2 separate regions of the Triticum aestivum genome follow, and region 2 is linked to region 1. Evidence: chromatin contacts called from public Hi-C data. All regions are on one chromosome and are shown on one strand. Each heading gives the region's core, a stretch centred on a gene start, on an enhancer-like site or on the middle of the called end of the contact. The rest is flanking DNA. Distances are from core to core; before and after follow the strand shown. Region 1 has its middle 17 kb from the start of LOC123045757. Region 2 holds the start of LOC123041538 (probable aldo-keto reductase 3).

What was found. Hi-C and Micro-C count contacts between places; a contact is called where the count stands out from the background.
Region 2: a contact with region 1 is called in a Hi-C map of leaf, with 4 times the contacts expected there. The contact joins the promoter of LOC123041538 here to the enhancer-like site in region 1. A contact is called at or near these places in 2 of 5 Hi-C or Micro-C datasets (both in leaf).

Annotation. Positions count from the first base shown.
Region 1 is chr2B:515,855,516-515,860,433 of IWGSC CS RefSeq v2.1, reverse strand. No RefSeq gene overlaps it. Among protein-coding and RNA genes, the nearest start is that of LOC123045757, 17 kb to the right of the region's middle. Within about 2 kb of position 3,608, at least 8 of the 8 cell types and tissues checked have an H3K27ac peak or open chromatin away from gene starts, as enhancers often do. A contact at or near this core is called in leaf, where this site is marked.
Region 2 is chr2B:515,954,773-515,959,393 of IWGSC CS RefSeq v2.1, reverse strand. It overlaps LOC123041538 (probable aldo-keto reductase 3), which reads left to right and starts at 1,285. Exons shown (of 5, transcript XM_044464137.1): 1 at 1,285-1,586; 2 at 1,678-1,869; 3 at 1,988-2,160; 4 at 2,295-2,397; 5 at 2,499-3,009. The coding sequence starts at 1,362. The coding sequence ends at 2,849.

The DNA of each region.
Region 1 (4,918 bases), core at 2,359-4,858:
CCCAACATAATAACAAAAGGCATGTACATGATATACAGGTAAAGCACAACAAAACTTGAACACTGAGCTATCTCTAGAAATCACTAGAACATGCTCAAACACACATGGTAGGATTGCAAGTTATAACAATTCCAGACTTTGCAGAAAATAACATCACGATGCACTGTTTAGAGCTATCAAACAACATGTTACAGGAACTTATCATGGCAAACAAAGGCATGGCATGAATCTACTAAATGCATAGATCAAAAGTCCCTTACTGACCATAATCCAAAAAGGATTAGAAAATATGATGGCACCCACGTAAACATAGCAAGTTATAATACAGATTCAAACATGGCAGGAACAGAATTATGAAGGCATGTAGATGAGCTTGTGCAACTCACTACAGATCATTACATGGCATAGCAAGGCACCCAACAGTAAAAAGATATGTTTGTGAAGCTAAGCATGGCAATAGCAATGTCATAGGGTGCATGGATCACTAGGAAAACACATGGAAACAATTAATCATAATGTTAACAGGCTGACAGCAACATTATGAAGCAACTTTAGAGCAAGATTACAACAAGCTACAACAACCTATAAATGCAATCAGGGGCATGGATGGATAGAACATGACATGTAGATCAAAACATATTTATAGAAAATCTCCAGATTATGCATAGAATGACTAGTAGCAACATGTTTATATAGCATCATGAAATAACAGATTCAGCCTAGCAAAACAGCAACATCATGAACCCTACTTAACAAGCTTGAATCACTCACCACAAGTCATTGCGTGACAATATAAGCATAGTATCATCAAGAAGACATGTTTATGTAACCAACCAAGGCAAGAACAAGTCCATAACATGCAAGGATCAACTATAGCAAGCTTGGCCAAATTGAATAACATGTAAACAATCTGTCAGAAAACATTTTGAAGCAAAAGTAGAGCACTCAAATGACATGCTAGACTACTCCATAATTGCAACAAAGGGCATGAATGGATAGACAATAACCTATTGTTCAAAACACCCTTACTGAAGTATCTCTAAATATGCATGGATCACTCTGTAGTATCATGTTTACATGGCATCAAAATTACAGCAGAACAGGAACTAAAATCAGCAACATCACGATGCCTAGTTTGCATGCTTGTGCTAGTCACCACATTGATCACAAAAATACATGGAAAACACCACTGTAAAGAAGACATGGCATAGTTCAAAACACATTTAGGGACCAAGTTCATAGGATGCACACATCAATCATGGCAAAAATGACAAAAGAGCTCGTTCTGATAACAGACAGCAGAAAACATCATGAAGCACTCTTACAACGATGATTCAGGCATCTAGATGACCTCAAATGAATATGATGCAATGGAATGAAATGATGTACTCGTCGAGGCGAACAATTTGACATATTACACGCACGAAACGGAGCTACAGATGCAGAGTTACGGCAGGTCAAACATGGCATGAAAATTGCAAAAATCTAGGACTTAGCCGTTTTATACCTCGCGGGAAAAGTGGACGGGGATGTTCGGGACGGAGAGATCCAGCCGGGACGGGGCGTTTGGATGGTGGGATGGGTGGATCTGATCCACCCATCGATGGATCCGTCCGGAGGAGCTCCGACGAGCTCAAGGACGAGCGGCGGCGAGCTCGCCGGAGTGGAGACGGCGGCCGACGGCGAGGTAGGGCCGCTGCGGGGCGGCGTCCGGCGCGGAGGCGCGCTCCGGCGACGGGGCGGGGCGAGGACGGGGCGGTGAGGAGGAGCCGCGGCGGCTGGGAGGTCGGGCGCTAGGCGCGGGCCGGCGATGGTCGAGGCGGGCGACGCCGGCGATGGCGGCGGGGCCAGGAGAGGCGCAGGGCGCTGCGGGCGGGCGGCGCGGCCGGGCGGCACAGGAGGCGAGCGTAGGCGGCGGCGGAGGGCGCGGGCGCGCCGGCGGGCGGCGGGCGACGTCGGCGAGCGGCAGCGCGGGGCGTCGGCGAGGCGCGGCGCACTCCGGCGGTGGCGCGCGGGCCGGGAGGGCCGCGGCTGGGCCCAGCGGGCCGCGGCGCGAGGAACGGCGGCACGGGACAGGTGGCGGCTCCGGATTCGTCGGGCGGCGGCGGCGGACGCGTCCAGCGGCTGGACGGACATTTCCGGCGTCGCGAGATGGAGGGGGCTAGGGTTTCGGGAGGATTAGACCGCGAATTTCGGGGGAGAGGGCATATTTATAGGTAGATGGAGCTAGGAGAGTCCAAATGAGGAGCGGTTTTCGCCCACACGATCGTGATCGAACGACCGAGAGCATGGAGGGGAGTTAGATGGGTTTTGGGCCACTTTGGAAGGGGTGTTGGGCTGCAAAGAGAGAGGGGCTTTTACGGTTACCCGGTTAACCGTTGGAGTACCAAACGACCTCCAAATGGCACGAAACTTGACAGGCGGTCTACCGGTGCTATACCAAGGCCACTTGGCAAGCCTCGGGCCATTCCGAGAAAGTTTAACACCCACTCACAACAGGGGACAAAAGGGGAACGCCGGAGGGCATAGGAGCGTCGGATTGCAAAACGGACAACGGGGAAAAGGCTCGGATGCATGAGACGAACACGTATGCAAAATGAAATGCACATGATGACATGATAAAATACAACACACAAGCAAATGACCTGGCAACGACGGCGAATAACTGGCAGACACCTGGCGCATCGGATCCGGGGCGTTACAGCATTGACCCACTTTTGGTTATCTATGAGGTAGGACTGCTCCAAAGGAGCATAGTCCCCCTTCTTTTTAGCCCATGCAGCATCATCATTAGTGGCCTCTCTTACTGGCTCTTTGGGTCTGATCGGCTGTGGTTTCTCCACAACCCAGTCAAGATCAGCACAAACAAATGCCAGTTCAACTTTCTTCCTCCACTCAGTGTGGTTGTCACCTCTGAGTGTCGGAACTTCTTTTAGGCAACTCATCAAGTGAAAGCCTCCTGAAATCACAATTTAAGTGACATCAATAAAACAATCATATGCAATAATCTAACGTTGGTCAAATTAAACATACAATTGTCTATGCAATTAAATCTATATTACCGTTGGGCAAAATATTAGAAATAAATGCACCTTTAAATTTCAATAATAAAACATGATCATGTTATTAATAATGTTGGTCATAAAAAATAACATAATCATATCATTTCAATAATCACTTTAACATGCTCTTAAAAACTTAATACTATGTAAACTTTTAGTTTCTTTGTAAAAGAGCACTAATAATTATTTACGCAGCGGAAAAAGCGTGAATAAAAATTCATGAACTTTTTACTTTTTACAGAAACTTTTATTTGACTAAATAAAAATTCATGAACTTTTCTGTTTCTGAAAATTTTCAATTTTCGTTTTCAGAAACTTTTCTTTCACCGAATAAAAAATCATAAACTTTTTAGAAACATTTCTTTGACTTTTTCTTTTTCTGTACTTTTGAATAAAACTGTAAAAAAAATGACAGAGAATAAATCTGCAGCACAGCCGGCTACGGCCCAGCCCGCGGCTGTCGGCCTCGGCCCCAACGCACGGCTCAGCCGCCCAGGCGGCCACGGTCCAGCGCGGCCCAAGCCAGCCTCGCCTCTGCATTCGGTCCGAGAAGCCCGCTGTGGCTTAGGGTTTCGATCACGGCCGTCCACCGCGATCCAACGGCCATGCGCGTAGATCGGGGAAACAAAACTGGCACCGAGGGAAACCCTCGATCACTTTCCTCCCCCCGCGCCGCTCGCGACCTCGCGCTCCTCGCTCTCTCTGTCCCGCACGGGATCAAGCTGCAGCGGCACGGCCGCGCCACCGGCGGCCGGCGACGAGGTGGAGCACCACCGCGCCGTGCGCGCCTCTGCTCCCTTCTCCCCCGGGGCGCCTCTGCTTCCCCCGGGGCGCCTTTCTCTTTTCTCTCTGACCCACGCGTGCCAGTGGCAGAGAGGGACGCGGGGGTGCTTCGGCCGCCGACGACGGGTGCGAGCCGCCCCTGCGCGAGCCCCCTTTCCCTTTCCAGTTCTCTGTTCATCCCCCACAGCAATATAGAGAGAGAGATCCGGTGACTTTCTGATGCGGCGCCCCCGCAGACCCCTTTGCCGGCGAGTGCGAGCACCTCGAAGGTGAACGCGCCGCCGTCAAACGGCTCGGTGGTGGTGCCCTTTGCCCCGTGGGGTGGTTCTTCTTCCCGGATCCTCGGCGTGCCGATGCGATTCGGGATCGAGAGGAACGGCACGACTATGTGCAGCAGCGCAACTTTGTTCTTTTGGGGGTTTTCTTTACCCTGCCCTGCTAGGGTTCTTTGGGGAGAGACTTTTTTCTTTCTTTGTTTTTTTACCGAAAATCTTCTAGCCCGATCTGGCTCTGATACCATTGATAGATCCTTAGATCGGAGTGGGCTAGGAGATCCGGTAACCTACCTTCTCCTGGTGCGGATGAACTCGATCCAGCGCCGGCCATGATGGTGTGGTGACGGCGGCGACGTGGACTGAGATGGCGGCGGTGGTCTGCTTCCTGTGAGCACCGCGCTTACCCTAGATCGGTAGGGATTGTAGGTGGGGATTGTGACAGCGATTAACCTCGTAAGTCATGCCTCGGCCCCCACCTTTGTTTATATAGCGCGGGTCACAGGGGCCCACCAACCATGGTTTGGTTGGGCGCCCCCGATCAGGGCGCCAGTCAGGGGCCCATTCGACTCGTTGGGTTCGAACGGGAGAGAGATCAACCTAACACTCTCATGTTCATTCTTATTGTTGTTTTACTCTTTTGTTTATCAATTCCCCTTTTCTTCCGGTTCGTTCCTTATATGAGGTGTTTGGTTCATCAGAGCCGTTACTGAGCTTAGAGAAATGACGCCCGTAACTGTTAACGTAACCGAAGGAAACACAAACTTGTTTGGTCGCAGACTGTGACGTCAATTAGTTACT
Region 2 (4,621 bases), core at 36-2,535, 100 kb before region 1:
GACCGGTTGCTCTAGAAAGTCTTTTTCCCGAACCCTTGCTCAGGATTTTTTCTCTCTCTCCCGCCGGTCATCTTGATCAGTGTTTCTTTTTTTGGTTTTCCGATCTAAATCGGTTTGCGTCGCCCATCGCCGTCGTCGACCCCCTGTGGCCTCTACTCCAACACCGGCACAAACCGTCCGGCTCCATTACTGACCCGGGGGCCTCGCACAACAGGCGGCCCCTCACGTCCGTCGTCCGCACGCCGGCCCGCCCATTGATCTACGTCGGCCGTCTCCGTCCTGCTCCGACAGGGACTCCTGCATCGCCCCGACCCGGCGGATTCAGGCCATGCGGCGGCCCATCATAGCCATTGTTCGCGCACCGGCCCACCCATCGATCCACGCCACCGCATTCGCCGCGTCTGCACGGCGGCCCTGCGGTCTGCCTCGACGGCCTCGTCCCTGGCTGCGTCAGGCTCATCGGCTGCCTAAGCTCGGGCGCCGCTGCTACGTTGGTCGCTCCGGCCTCGCTGCCCGGGTGCCGACGCTGTTTTGGTAGCCCGGCTGCCGGTGCTGACGCGCTCGTCCGCATGTCGTCCCACGCCGTCCGCCGGCTTCATCTCGGACTCCGCCGCCATCCCGCCTTCGCCGAGCGGTGTCTCCGACTAAACCTGGGCAAACGTCGGGCCGGGCCGGGTTTCGGGCCGGGCTTGTAAAAGCCCGACCTTCATTTCTCAAGCCCGAGCCCGGCCCGAAGCCCGAAATACTTCATATTTTCAAGCTCGAGCCCGGCCCGAAATCAAGCCCGAAGCCCAAAAGCCCGGCCCGAGCGCTGTTTTTTAGTACGCGCATGTGCAAGCCCGGCCCGAAGCCCGAAAGCCCGGTCCGAAATACAGAAAAATTGAAGCCCGAGCCCGGCCCGAACTTTCTTTCGGGCTGCAAAACAAAGCCCGAGCCCGGCCCGGGTTTTTTGGGCCAGGCTCGGGCCGGGTCGTCGGGCCGGGCTGCCCATGCCCGGGTTTATCTCCGACCTCGCGCGCGATCGGCTTGATCATCAGCTCACCGTCGACACTCACTGTCATGGAGTACGAAAAATCTAGAAGAGTACCTCACCATTTTTGTGGCGGTGCGGCGGGCGTCATCGATGTGCATTTCAATTTAACAATATATTAGAAGATTTTTTATCATGTCCATTTCAATTTAACGTACGCGACCCTCTGCTCTAGTTTGACAGCTCATTCAACCCGCAGCCTGGTGACCTACTCCATGACGCCCTCGACCGCACTATAAATTGCACCGCAGCATTGCACTCAAAGCTCCCGACCTACTTACTCATCCACCAATCATCAGTCCATCACACACGCAGCGCAGGCACGAACGCCATGGCTGCTGCTCCGGTGGTCGTGCCGCGCATGAAGCTGGGCTCTCAGGGGCTGGAGGTCTCGGCGCAGGGCCTCGGCTGCATGGGCATGTCCGCTGTCTACGGCGAGCGCAAGCCCGAGCAGGACATGATCGCGCTCCTCCGCCACGCCGTCGCCGCCGGCGTCACCTTCCTCGACACCTCCGACATCTACGGCCCCCACACCAACGAACTCTTGCTCGGCAAGGTAGGTTACTTTACTATAGCCACCCGACGTGTTCCTTGGCTCCCTGCACGCGGATGTCTGACCGGCCCGAGTTCTCCGTGTGATAAAGCAGGCGCTGCAGGGAGGGGCGAGGGAGAAGGCCCAGTTGGCCACGAAATTCGGCATCACGCCAGCCAGGGAGGTCCGCGGCGACCCGGCGTACGTGCGGGCGGCGTGCGAGGGCAGCCTCGCTCGGCTCGGCGTCGACTGCATCGACCTCTACTACCAGCACCGCATTGACAAGAATGTTCCCATCGAGATCACGGTCAGTCCCTACTACAGTACGTAGTAGCACTTGTTCAGCTTCGTTTCATTTACAGATTGAGGGCTTGTAGGTATTGACCAGCCTACTTTCTTGACTTCCGTTTGCCAATTGCATGCAGATGGGTGAGATCAAGAAACTAGTCCAGGAAGGAAAGGTGAAATACGTCGGGTTGTCGGAGGCCTCGGCGACGACAATAAGAAGGGCACACGCAGTTCATCCCATCACGGCCGTTCAGCTGGAGTGGTCTCTCTGGTCAAGAGATGTTGAAGAAGATATAATCCCAACTTGCAGGTTTTTGCATTGCAATGACTACACACCTGCTTTCTTTTTTCACAATTTCTTTTCAAAAACCATCTTCATAGTGCTTATGATACGTCCTCCTTATGTAATCCCAGAAAAAACTTACAAATTGTTTTCTGTTTCAGAGAACTTGGCATTGGAATTGTGGCGTACAGTCCACTAGGCAGAGGTTTTCTATCCACTGGACCTAAACTGGTGGACACATTACCAGAGGACGATTTTCGCAAGGTAATGAACCACCCATGATCCTTCATTCCTACATGCGGTTTAGCTAGCTTACTTTTCTCCTTCCTCCTTTTCCTAACAAATGTATCCCATTGCGTTTCTAGAATCTCCCAAGATTCCAACCCGAGAACATGGAGAAGAATGCGGCAATATTCGAGCGTGTGAGCGAGATGGCTACAAAGAAGGGTTGTACGTCGTCGCAGCTCGCGCTGGCTTGGGTTCACCACCAGGGAAGCGATGTGTGCCCCATACCTGGCACAACCAAAGTTGAGAATTTCAGCCAGAATGTGAGAGCACTGTCTTTGCAGCTCAAGGCTGAGGAGATGGCTGAGCTGGAGTCGTACGCCGCCATGGATGCTGTCCATGGTGATCGGTACCACAACGCGTATCTGATGAATCTAAACACTTGGAAGGACTCTGAGACCCCTTCCCTGTCATCCTGGAAAGCCACGTAATTGGGTATCATGGGAATCACTATGCTGATGCTCCGTATCACTGTTTTGAAATAGTTACAAATCAAATAATTTCATGAGCACCCCGTGCATGGAAGGAATCATGGAACCACCAATTGTTTACTCATGCCTCCGTTCCAAATTAATTGACACAACCTCTATACATCATCTATACAATAACAACCTCTATACATCATCTATACAATATTGTATAGAGGCCGCGTCAATTAATTCGAATCGGAGAGAGTAGCACAACCTCCCTACGATACGCTCATAGCACTAAGTAAGAAATACCCTTGTATTTGGACAAGATGTATCCCTGAGTTTCTAATTTTTTGACTACTTGTGGCTCTAATTCTCAATCAACCTTTTACCCTTCAATCCCCTAAATATTTACTTCGTCAAATCAAAGAAAGAAACACATGCTAATATCCCCATTCAAATCAAAGAAAGAACACATGCTAATATTCCCGTTCATTCCCTACCCTGCAACACTGGGAATCTCATTCCTCGCGCGGGTTGAGGGATAGCGACGAAACACGCACCCTCGCCCCGGTACTGGGTCAGGCTGTTAGTCTATTTCTGTCCTTTTTCTTTCTTCTGTTCTTTTTTTTCTTTATTAATTTTTCACTTTTATTTTTATTTTTAGTTTCCAATCTATGAACTTATTGGAAAAATAATAAACTATTTTTAAAATTACAAACTATTTTCATATTCATGAACTTTTTTGAAAATCAAGAACAATTTTTAAATTCATAAAGTTATTGAAAATCAAGGACAATTTTCAAATTCATCATTTTTCCAAATAAGTGAATGTTTTTCAAATTTGTGAAAAAGTTTTAAACTCGTGAACATTATTTGAAATTCATAAACGTTTTAAAACTGATAAACATTTTTTAAATTTTGTGGATTTTTTTTGAACTCGTGATTTTTTAAAATCCACTAACATCTTTAAATTTAGGAACAATTTTCTAATACGTGAACTTTTATTGACTGCGTGAATTTTTTTATAAATCAGCAGACATTTTTTCCGAACTCATGATTCATTAACACTTTTTGAATTGAGAACATTTTTTGGTAATTTGGGAACAATTTTTAAAATCCATGAATATTTTTTATATTCGCATTAATTTTTTGAATCGGAGATCCTTGTTTGAAATTGGAACATTTTTATAAGTGGTGAATGTCCTTTTGAAATCATGAACATTTTTAAAATTTGGCACATTTTCAAAATTATTAATATTTTTGAAAATCGAAAATTCATGAACAATTTTTTTTTAAATCTGAGAACATTTTTTAACTTTCGTTTTTTTGAAAGCGGGAACAGTTTTTTTTGTGAACATTTTATGTAATTTCGAACGGAAAAACAAAATCATGAATATTTTTTGAATTTCAATGTTTTTTAAATCCCGGGCATTTTGTAAATAAGCAAAAAAAAAAGAAATAAGAAAATGGAAAAATGAAAGAGAAAAGCACGACCGTGTCATCCCCACACATCGGCCGACCAGAAGTGCACGTCTAGGAGCGGGGGTTGTGTGTTTACACTTCACCAGCACCCTATGTGCTAAATAGGAGTCCCTTTTAAAACATGTCCCAGGCAAGCAAACGGGCTGGCACACTTATTGGCTAGGACTTGCTATGATTCTAAGACTAGCTATGTTTGGGTATATTTTAATCCTGATTTCTTATTACCTCTTGTACTTCTTGATCTAACATTGCCATGTTATAAATAAAAATGCCAACAGGATTTCCCTCAAAGAAAAAACAAGCCAAAA